Linked DNA regions of Oryctolagus cuniculus: all the other regions are linked to region 1. A link is a contact called in public Hi-C and Micro-C data. All regions are on one chromosome and are shown on one strand. The core of a region is the stretch at or near the end of the contact, and the rest is flanking DNA. Distances in the headings are between cores, read along the strand shown. Region 1 holds the start of TTBK2 (tau tubulin kinase 2). Region 2 overlaps STARD9 (StAR related lipid transfer domain containing 9). Region 3 holds the start of CDAN1 (codanin 1).

Region 1 (3,420 bases), core at 550-3,049:
TACACAGGCTAGCCCAATCCAGTATGGGAGAGACAACATAAAGGTGAGAATACCAGGAGGTAGGGATTACTGGGGATCATTTTCAAGACTGGCTCCCTTATTTATTTCTTTTTAAAAAGATTGATCTGTCTCAAAGGGTATTCCTGAATTCTAGTACCAGCTCTTGAATAATATATTACCTTGCCATTTATCCTAAATGAAAAAGTATCTCTGGGGACAGACCCACAATTAGTAAATGGAAAAGACCGAGAAAAAGGGAGACTCATTGCTAGGTATATTCAATGAATCTGGACACCCTTAGCCATTAATTGCTTTAATTTTAAAGAAAGGTATTTGCAGAGACTCTAGTCTTTTCCTATTCAAATTATATGTCTGGACAATACTCTGAATTATAATGGAAAAAGCAACTTGTGGTTTTAATCAGTAGGAAGTGAAATTTGGCAACTTCTTTATGTTTGAATAGAACAAGATGAGCTGCATCTTCAATTGCTTTTAATGTACATTCTGTCCTGCTTTTTATCCAAGAACCTGGACACCACAGAGAGCACAGCCGCCTGCTGTTTTTTTTTTTTTTTTTTTTTTTTTTTTTTTTTTTTTTTAAGAATGTCAAGAAGGTGTGGCATTTCCCCAAGAAGAAGATTCTTGTAAGAACAGTTCTGAGACTGAACATAGGATTTATATTTAACCTTTCTATACGATTTTATATATATATATATATTAAGATTTAAAAGCGAGATTTATCAGAGTCAGAGACCTCCATCAGGGAGGGGGACTTCCAAGCGAGGAAAAACCCTTCTATATTCTTATTTAGCTTTAATGACGCCTCTTGTTCGTTTCTGTCTTTTAACTGTTAAAGTAAAATGGAGCTTATACGTCACTGCACGCGCTCTGTACACCGTAGACCGCTGGGAGTCCTGCGAGTATTATGAGGAAAAGCACTGCCCACGAGGGGTTTAAGAGACTTGAGTTTTGCGTCTGCTGCGAATTAGTTTTAGAGCTTCTGGAAAGTTGTTGAACTGGGGTTTCCCTTCTGAAAGCGGCGGGTGAGGATGGGATGGCAGAAGCTCTGGGTCGGAAGGTTTTCCTTCACCGGAGAGGCTGGCACGACCAACACGCAATGCAACTGGAACCCGCAGCACCTCTGCTCCGCCCTCTTCGCTCTTCTTTCAAAATCTTGAGCGACTCCCGCACACTCTCGCTTAGCATCCCACGCAGTCCGCCCCGCGGCTCTCGACCGAATCCTTGGCGGCCGTGTTTCAAACAGGGCAGGCAGTTCTGTTCTTCGTGGGCTGAGAGACCGCTGCGGCACAAAGGCTGACGTCCTTGGTGGAAGTCTCCGTCCCTTTTCCTCCTCACTCCTCTAGGCCTTTCCCTGGTCCCCCGCGGCGGGAGCTCCGTGTGGCGCCGTTGCGGGCAAGCCCGGCGGCTCGGGCTCTGAGGAGGCAAATGGCTCCTTTAACCTGTGACCCGGCCTCACGATCCCGGGCCCTTCCCCGCAACCGCCTCGGTGTGTAAATTCATAGCGTGACGAAGCAGCCGCGGTTTTCTGTCAAAACAAAACAAAACAAAACAAAACAAAAAAACAACACCTCAATCGTGGCGTCACATGCACGCCTCTCTAAGTTAATCACTGAGCTGGGAGAACACCTTCCTGCGGCCATCATTCATCTCAGAAGCCCTGCCTCTCTCCTCGGGACAGGCGGGCAGTTGCGGCTGGGGTTGGAACTACGAGGCCCAGAATCCCCGCGCGCATGCGCGTTGCCATTGTGATGCTCCTTTCCCGGTAACTCGCCCTCTCAGGCAAACCTGAAGATAGCGGCAATTCTCCGGTGGGGGGCGGAGACGCTCCCTGCCCGACTCTCCGCCCCCTCCGTGATAGGCAATGGGACCAGCCAACCGACGCTGCGGGCTCGGAACGCACTCTCCAATCAGCACCTGTGGCGGAGAGGTGGGCGTGCGCACTGGCGGGGCAGGTGGGCTAGGCTGTGCCGGGTTGCGAAGGGGGAGCATAACGTCGGGTCGGGTCAGCGGGCGCTGCAGTAGTCGCCGCAGCGGCGATGGGAGCGGTGGGGACTAGGCGGCGGCGGCGGCGGCAAGAGGAACAGGGGCTGGTACAAGAGCAGCGGCTGGGGGCGGCCAGCAGCAGCAGTAACGGCAGCAGCCGCCGCCGTCGCCAGTAAGCGCGGACGGTACCTGAGGGGACAATCCACCGGCCGGCCCTCGAAGCCGCGCTCAGGTCCCGCCGCAGTCGGCGGCGGGGGATGGGCAGGCGGCGACGGTCCCGCCTGCCGAGGGTTGTCCCCTGCCGGTCCTGGCCCTGAGCTGGACCCCAGCCCTCCGCCTGAAATCCCCGCGTCCGCCACGGCCCAGGTAGGACACACCCCCCGCACCCCTAGGGCGCCCCGGGTGGCCCCGGCCCCGCCCTCCCCCAATCCTGACCCCCTTCCTCGGGCCGCAGCCCTAGCGGAGTGGCCGCGCCTGGCGAGGAGGAGAAGGGCACCCGGGGCTCGTAGGTCGCTGCCCACGCCCCGGACTTCTGCCAGACCCAGTCACTTTCCAGCTCGGAGACGGTTCTGGTTCTGCCCCATTTCCCCGAAGGCGCCTGCCGCGTCTCCCCCCTCCCCGAGGCTTCGGGTGTCTTCGCCGAACTTGGAGGGTCATGAAGCTTGATTCTGTTTCTCTCTCTGGGTGACCCACATATCGCTGAGACTCATTCCTCTCCGGGTGCCGGAACCTGGGTGCACCGAGGGTTCTTAGGAATTAGCAGTGCGCCTTTCCCAGCCCGCCCGACTGTCATGGAAGGGGGCATAGGACCGGGGAGTCTTGTCTGCTGTGTTGCAATGAGGAGGAAGGCCCGGGACTTTCTGGTACTTAGGTGCTGAAGTAATGAGCCGAGGGATTTGTTCGTCACTTGCTTCGACAAAGATGATGATGTTGACACCGTGGGATGCTGTGGGAGGGACAAAAGACTCCACACATTCATACTGTCAAATCAGAGAAGTAAATCAGCCGTTGTTGTGCAAGGGTACTTTATCTTACAGGGAAGTTAATTTCGATTCAGTCGTGGTTGCGTTGGAGATAAAATGACATTGAGTTGTACTCTGCTTTGAATTAAAGTTGATAGGTGGCAGCAATACTGGAATTAACTCTTCTCTCACCTAGCTTTACAAATTTGTTCCTTCTTGGAGGAACACTAAAGAGAACAGTTTTATTGTAACCTTTTAATGATGTAAAGGTGTTTTCTTATTCAGTAGAAATTCTCTGTGTGTGCCTGGGTGTGTGTGTGGGTGTGGCTGTGAATGGGCCCAGGTCATATACACCGAGGATCCACTCTGTTTTCTTACAGTGTTGATTCTGAGCCCTTCATAACAGTTGCGTTGGTATCTGCACACTGATTTGCCAGGTAGACCAGGAAGATGT
Region 2 (3,420 bases), core at 456-2,955, 200 kb after region 1:
TCTGTTGCAGACATGGCATCTGGGGGAGCAAATTAGTAGACGAAAGCATGCACGCTCCTGTTTGCTTTCTGTCTTTCAAGTAGATGAAAATAAACATTAAAATATTGATGTGCAAATCAGGATGCCAATTTATTTAAAAAGAAAAAAAGGGGCCAGATGTTTTAATCCGGTCTGCATGATTCCACCTCTGCTTGTCCTTTGGCATGTCATTTTCCCATCTAACTCTTTTTTTTTTTTTTTTTTTTTTCTGACAGGCAGAGTTAGTGAGAGAGAGAGACATAGAGAAAGGTCTTCTTTCCATTGGTTCACCCCCTAAATGGCTGCCACGGCTGGCATGCTGCGCCGATCCGAAGCCAGGAGCCAGGTGCTTCCTCCTGGTCTCCCATGCAGGTGCAGGGTTCAAGCACTTGGGCCATCCTCCACTGCCTTCCCAGGCCACAGCAGAGAGCTGGCCTGGAAGAGGAGCAACCAGGACAGAATCCAGCGCCCCGACCAGGACTAGGACCCAGTGTGCCGGCGCCGCAAGGCAGAGGATTAGCCTAGTGAGCCATGGCGCCAGCCCCATCTCACTCTTGACAACCCAGTCACACTGGCCTTCTTTCAGTTCCTGAAACTCCCCTTACTCCAGGCTTCACTTGCTGGGCCCACGTCTCTCCACTAAGCTTTGCCTTTTTTTTTTTTTGGCCTTACATTCTTAGTATTTTTTTTAATTTTTATATAATAAATTTCATAAGTACAACTTTTGGATTTTTCCCCCCATAACCTCCCTCCCACCTGCAACCATCCCATCTCCCACTCCCTCTCCCATCCCATTCTTCATCAAGATTCATTTCCAATTATCTTTATATACAGAAGATCAACTCGGTATATACTAAGATTTCAACAGTTTCTACCCACACAGATACACAAAGTATAAAGTACTGTTTGAGTACTAGTTTTACCATTAATTCTCATAGTACAACACATTAAGGACAGAGATCCTACATGGGGAGTAGGTGCACAGTGACTCCTGTTGTTGATTTAACAATTGACACTCTTATTTATGATGTCAGTAATCACCCTAGGCTCTTGTCATGAGCTGCCAAGGCTATGGAAGCCTCTTGAGTTCGCCAACTCCGATCTTATTTAGACAAGGCCATAGTCAAAGTGAAAGTTCTCTCCTCCTTTCAGAGAAAGGTAGCTCCTTCTTTGATGGCCCGTTCTTTCCGCTGGGATCTCACTCACAGAGATCTTTCATTTGGTTTTTTGGTTTGTTTGTTTGCTACAGTGTCTTGGCTTTCCATGCCTGAGAAACTCTCATGGACTTTTTAAAGCTGTGCCTTTGTTAACTACCTCTTGTCCTTCCAGTTTCGTTTCAACTCACTCTCTGCAGAACATGCATACCACCTTGCCTGACCTTCCCCACACTCCCTCAGACCCTGTTTTATGCTGGGTTAGGGCTCCTTCTTCAAGTAACTTTCTGTAACATAAATGATGATGCAACGAGCTGTTTAATTCATTGCTCTATTCTAAAATTGTCCCTACCAAACACACGTTGAAGGAATGAATAAGCAGGGATGGGCGTGGGGGAATAGTTCCAAGGAAAGGGAAGGCTCGAGGCCGTGGCACATGAGCAGAAGTCACGCCGGCGGTGGCCTCCGGGGGCAGCTAACCTGTCCAAGTCCCTCTCAGCAGTCCTGGCCCTGGCTCATTCCCAGCCTCTGCCTACTCACCACACTCTCCGGGGACTGCAGCTGGCCTGCCAGAGCTGGGCTGCTATTGTAGCCAGAGGTCATGCCAGAGGAGACGCTTCCATTGGAGCTGGAGCACAAGGAGCTGGAATTGGCCTGCGTGTGTAGTTTTACCTCTTCCTGGGAAAGACAGCAGCAGCAGCCTCCGATGCACCCTCACTACTCACCCAGTCCCAGTCCCAGTCCCAGTCCCCTGCCTGGGCTTCCCATCCCCACGCTTCCCCACACCCAATTATACGCCACAGCCTCTTCCTCCCACACTCTGGCCTGGGGACAGCAGCTGGTCTGATGAGGATGCAGAGAGAAAACCCAGTTTTGAGCTGGCACCAGAGGTCCCACACCTCCCTCCAAGTGTTGTATCCCAAGACTCAGGGGCGGTCACAGTGAAGGCTGAGCCAGCCTGAGTTCTGCCCAGGCTCCCGCACAGTCCCAAGCCTCCACCACCCTACTCCGCACCCTCAGAAGCTGGGAGACCATCTGCTGGCGGATTCGCAACTTCTCCTGCTCAGTGCGCTCCCGCAGTCGGGCCCGGGCCCGGGCAATCTCCACCTTGGCCTCCTCACGGGCCCGCTGGTATTCTTGCAGCATCAGCTCTATGTCCGAGGGCAGGTGAGCAGCCCGGGGTGCTGACTCTGGGCTCCTGGGGAAGACCACAGGGTGAAGACCTGCTGTCTAACACAGTGGGGAGCGGAGAGCCCCAGGCGCCCTCTCCAGGCTAGCACCACACCATCTTCCAGGAGGACCCATCCTCACATGGTCTTGACGTTTGGTACTACATCCCCAGGAGGTGTGCCGAACCGAGGACAAGCCGTTCCGGGCCCCAGACCTGAAGACCTGCACAGCGTGTCAGAACCCTCATCTGTCCTCTCCTGTGGCCCTCTCCCCCCTTCAGCTTCTCATGTGCCTCCATCTCCCACCTGCACCTCCACTTGCCCAGTCACCAAGAACCCTCCAGGATACGAGGACGGCAGCCTCTGCCGCCCACCATCCTCTCCAGGCAGGGCTCTGGTCGCGCCGTACCTTGTGGTCTCCACGACGTCCTTCCTCAGTTGCTGCAGGTATTCTCGGCGCCTGCTGGGCAAGTCCAGGTCCTGTGGGGGGAGACCCCTGCTGGGCAGGAGGCTCAGTTGTTTCTGGGGGCTGAGGCTCCGTGCCCGGCGGAAACTCTGCAGTCGGTTAGCGCGCTCTCTCCTGAGGGTGTCAATGGTTTCTTTTTGCCTGAGAGAAGATGTGATTCACTCACAGAACCTGACCCTGAATGCCCTTCACCGTGGTCTCTGACCCCCGGAGGATCCCAAACGCATGAGGGCAGAGAGAAAGGTAGCGGCTTTCTCAGGCTCTTTCCTCCCAGCCCCATCCCTGCCCTCCCGACTCCAGGCTGGGGCCCCTTACCGAGCGTGGAGCTTCTCCCAGGCGGACATGACGGGGCCATCGGGAGCAAGCGCCTCCCCGCTCCCACTCTGCAGCACCTGCAGCAGAGCGTCCGCCTCTCCGAAGCCACGGTGCAGCTTTGCTTCTGTGAGCTCCACGCTGAGTGAGACGCTCTGGGTTCCGACCTGCAGGGGGATCTGCTCCCTCTGGGACCACTCAGGAGTCTGGCTCCGATCGTCAGGAGGCTGTGGGGGCCTCAGCCCCTGTTCTCCAGAGCTGAGATCACAACTGGCCCCCGAGTCCTCAGCCGCCCCCAGCC
Region 3 (3,420 bases), core at 288-2,787, 160 kb after region 1:
GTTATTAGAAGTTCCCAGCTGTCAGGAAAAAAGAGGAAGGTGAGGGGGAATCAGTTTTGAAGTAAATATAAATCTTGAAAGTTAAAAGCTTTGGGCAGCTGTTAAATCAGATTCAACCATAAACTGAAAGAATTCTTTCGTTAAAAAAAAAACAATTAGAGGACTTTCATACTTCCACTTTTCTCTCTCTCCATGAGAGAGGTGAGAAACTGCTGAAATACCTCCAAAGCTGTGTCCCTTTCCCTCCAGGCAGCTCCCTTCGGGCGATTTTGCTCAGGCGACCAAGGACTCAGAGTATTGGCAGAAACATGGAGTGCTTTTGTATAGGCCATCTGTACATAAAAATGTAATTATTTATTTAATTTTCCCATTTGTATCATATTAAAGCTTTGTACAGTGTTTTAAGTTCTGTTTTAAAATTATTTTGTATTTTATTTTTATAATCTAGTAATAAAATATTCATTCCGCATGCAAACTCTAGTTCTATTTGTGTGGTGGTTTGGATTTCAAAAGTGGGATCTGTTTTTTAAATTTAATAAAGTTACTGAATGCACCAGTAGTTACAAGAGCCACTGGGAGCAGAAAGTATTACTGTCAGTGCAGTACATCCAAAAGTGACCTGGAAGAAGCAGCCTGGAAATTAGGTCTCCATACAGGTGAAAACCAAGGTTCAGGGCTATGAGACGATTCCCCGGAAATACAGTTAAAAGTGTTGAAAAGCTCCCTCTGGCTGGAGGTCCTTGTTTCCAGCAGAAAGCACCAGTGGAGGGGGCGCCGCTCCCCGCACCTCCTGTCCTGCTTGAAACCCGCCCTGGGAGCAGGAGCACAGGCGGCCTTGCCGGGCACTGCCTCCCTCCTCCAGGTTTGACAGGACCTGGACGTCCGCGCCATCTCTTGCTGAGCCTGGATCCCCTTTCCTGACCTGTCGCTCAGCAGCGACACCCAAAACGCTGTCTCTGGGGTTCTTTTTGGAAAATAGAGGTTAAGAAGTCACTCGCGCTCCCGGGAGCTAGCCATGAACGTGCGAAACGACATCTCAACAGCAGGGTAGCTGAAATGTTCACCTCGCGCCACCGGTCATCGCGGCGGGAGGGCACGGCGGTCGCCACACGCCTGCCCAAGGACTTGCAAGAAAGTTCAAAGGGAGAGTCTAGATTAACTTCCTCACTCAGGGTGGCGGCGGTAGAATCTAGCAAACCGTGAACTCTTCACGAATATGCCCATTACAAAAAGATGTGGGCCGGCGTGTTCACCTTGACCGTCCGGCCACTCCCCCGGGCCCTGGCTTTTCCCCGCCTTGCGCCGGTCCCACGGCGGCCCCGCTCCCCGCTCGAGTCCGGGTGAGTCGTCCCTCGGGGCCTGCTCAGCCAGGGAAGCCGGCGCAGGGCCTCACTCCCAGGCGGTGCGGCCGCACTTCCGAGACGGCCGGCCGGTGCGGCCGGAGCAAACCGCGGACCCAGCGAGGCCTTGACGGAGCCAGAGGCCCCGCCCCGCCCCGCCCCGCCCCGCGGCCCAACGGTCGCTCCCGCTGCCGGCCCCGCCCCTCCCGGGGAGCCCGCGGCGCGCCGGCGCCTGCGCAGTCGGCCCAGAGCGCCCCTACCGGGATGGCGGCGGTTTTGGAGTCGCTGCTGCGAGAGGAGGTGTCGGTCGCAGCGGCCGTGCGGTGGATCGCGCGCAGAACCCAGAGTTCCGAGGTAACAGCGCCGGCCCGCCCCCAGGCCTGAGCGGAACCCGCTTCTCGCGGGAGGCGCCAGCCCGCTCCGGTCCCAGTCCTCCAGGGCGCCTGGCTGCCAGCCCGGGCCGAGTGCGCTCCGGATGGGCGCCGCTGCCCGGGCGGCCCCGCCGCTCGCCACCCCGGGCTGGCCGCCGACCCTCTTGCTCCTCCACGTCTCCTTCTCCCTCAGGATAGCCCCGGGGAAGCGGCCGTGCTGCGCTCACTCCGGCCGCTGCGGAAGGAATTCGTGCCGTTCCTGCTGAACTTCCTGAGGGAGCAGAGCTGCCGCGTCCTCCCGCAGGGCCCCCCAACCCCCGCCAAGGCCCCGGGCGCCTCGGCGACCTTGCCGGGGAGGCCGGGGGGCCCGCCGCGGGGCGGCCGCGGGGCGCGCAGCCAGCTCTTCCCTCCGCCGGAGCCCCCGAGCCCCGCGGCCGAGGCCCCTCTGGCCCGCCGCGGGGGCAGGAGGCGGGGCCCGGCGCCGGCCCGCGAGCGAGGAAGCCGCGGCCCCGGGGGCCCGGAGGAGGGGGTCGGCGGGGAGAGCCTGCCCTGGGCCGGGGCCCGGAGGCTCCGGGGCTCTGGCAGCCCCAGCAGTCCCAGCCTCGCGCTCTGTGATCCACCAAACCTCAGCAACCTGGAGGAGTTCCCTCCCGTAGGCTCGGTTCCCCCCGGCCCTGCAGGGTGAGAATCCGCCCTCGCCCAGGAGATGGGTGGCACGGAGGCTCCGCTGGGGGAGTCGGTGCCTCGGGGCTGGGGGTGAGGTAACGTAACGGTGAGGGGGTCTTGGCAAGGGGCCCAGGAGCTGTGCTGATGGAGGGGAGGTGCTTGAGGATGAGAGTTTGAGAAAATCCTGTGGCTGCTCTCAGCAGGACGAAGCCTTCACGCAGGATCAACCCAACTCCGGTGAGCGAAGAGCGGTCACTCTCCAAGCCCAAGACTTGCTTCACCTCACCCCCAATCAGCTGTGTCCCCAGTTCCCAACCCTCAGCCCTGGACACTAGCCCTTGGGGCCTTGGCCTTCCCCCAGGGTGCAGAAGTCTGCAAGAGGAGCGGGAGATGCTCAGGAAGGAGCGGTATGGCCTTGCCGCTCTCTGGGGGTGGCGGCTTCCTCCCCGCGGGGGAGCTGCAGGGCTCTCCCTGAACCTGATCTCCCCCTCGGGAACTCTGGGATTGTCTCCCCTGGAGGGACCTGAGTGTGCTTGTGACCAGGAAGCCAGGCTGAGCGCTCATGACAGTCTCTCCCCATAGTTCCAAGCAGCTGCAGCAGTCACCTACCCCTTCCTGTCCCACCCCGGAGTCGGGGTCTCCTCTCCCCAGCCGGACGGGGAGCCTCACAGATGAAGCTGCTGACCCTGCCAGAGTGTCTTCCCGCCAACGCCTGGAGTTGGTAGCCCTTGTGTACTCTTCCTGCATTGCTGGTGAGGAAGGGAGAGCACAGTGTGGGGCTAGCAGGGGGCTTCAGAAAGTTCATGGGAAATGGAGTTAATTAAAAGATGACCTTTGTTTTGATGCAGATGTTGAAATCACACATCATTTTTCACATTATACATTTAGAGTCCATGCATCATTCTTTTATAATACCTGTTTTAAACTTTTTGAAGACCCTTACGGCGCGGCAGGTTAAGGGAACTGATGAAGTTGCAGAACTGAGTGGGCTCCAGATGGTGCCCGCTATCATGGGGTTTCTTTTTATATCCAGAGAACCTGGT

The links. A called contact is a pair of places that touch in the nucleus more often than the background predicts.
Region 2: a Hi-C map of liver shows a contact between it and region 1, with 4 times the contacts expected there. The contact joins the enhancer-like site here to the promoter of TTBK2 in region 1. A contact is called at or near these places in 5 of 6 Hi-C or Micro-C datasets (ear pinna, embryonic fibroblasts, liver and 2 more).
Region 3: a Micro-C map of ear pinna shows a contact between it and region 1, with 8 times the contacts expected there. The contact joins the promoter of CDAN1 here to the promoter of TTBK2 in region 1. A contact is called at or near these places in 3 of 6 Hi-C or Micro-C datasets (ear pinna, embryonic fibroblasts and an unstated tissue).

The regions. Positions count from the first base shown.
Region 1 is chr12:65,910,900-65,914,319 of mOryCun1.1, reverse strand. TTBK2 (tau tubulin kinase 2) reads left to right here and starts at 1,799. Exons shown (of 17, transcript XM_051822032.2): 1 at 1,799-1,948. The coding sequence starts at 1,883. LOC127483696 (a long non-coding RNA gene) reads right to left here and starts at 1,583. Exons shown (of 2, transcript XR_007910197.2): 1 at 1-1,583.
Region 2 is chr12:65,710,961-65,714,380 of mOryCun1.1, reverse strand. STARD9 (StAR related lipid transfer domain containing 9) reads right to left here. Exons shown (of 33, transcript XM_051822025.2): 23 at 3,123-3,420; 24 at 2,751-2,948; 25 at 2,187-2,370; 26 at 1,713-1,850. Among named protein-coding and RNA genes, the nearest start is that of CDAN1, 35 kb to the left of the region's middle. Within about 2 kb of position 1,705, at least 1 of the 8 cell types and tissues checked has an H3K27ac peak or open chromatin away from gene starts, as enhancers often do.
Region 3 is chr12:65,745,686-65,749,105 of mOryCun1.1, reverse strand. CDAN1 (codanin 1) reads left to right here and starts at 1,537. Exons shown (of 28, transcript XR_011380881.1): 1 at 1,537-1,694; 2 at 1,905-2,392; 3 at 2,578-2,784; 4 at 2,960-3,129; 5 at 3,411-3,420. It overlaps TTBK2 (tau tubulin kinase 2), which reads left to right. Exons shown (of 17, transcript XM_051822032.2): 17 at 1-475. LOC127483695 (a long non-coding RNA gene) reads right to left here and starts at 1,458. Exons shown (of 2, transcript XR_007910195.2): 1 at 1,254-1,458; 2 at 159-332.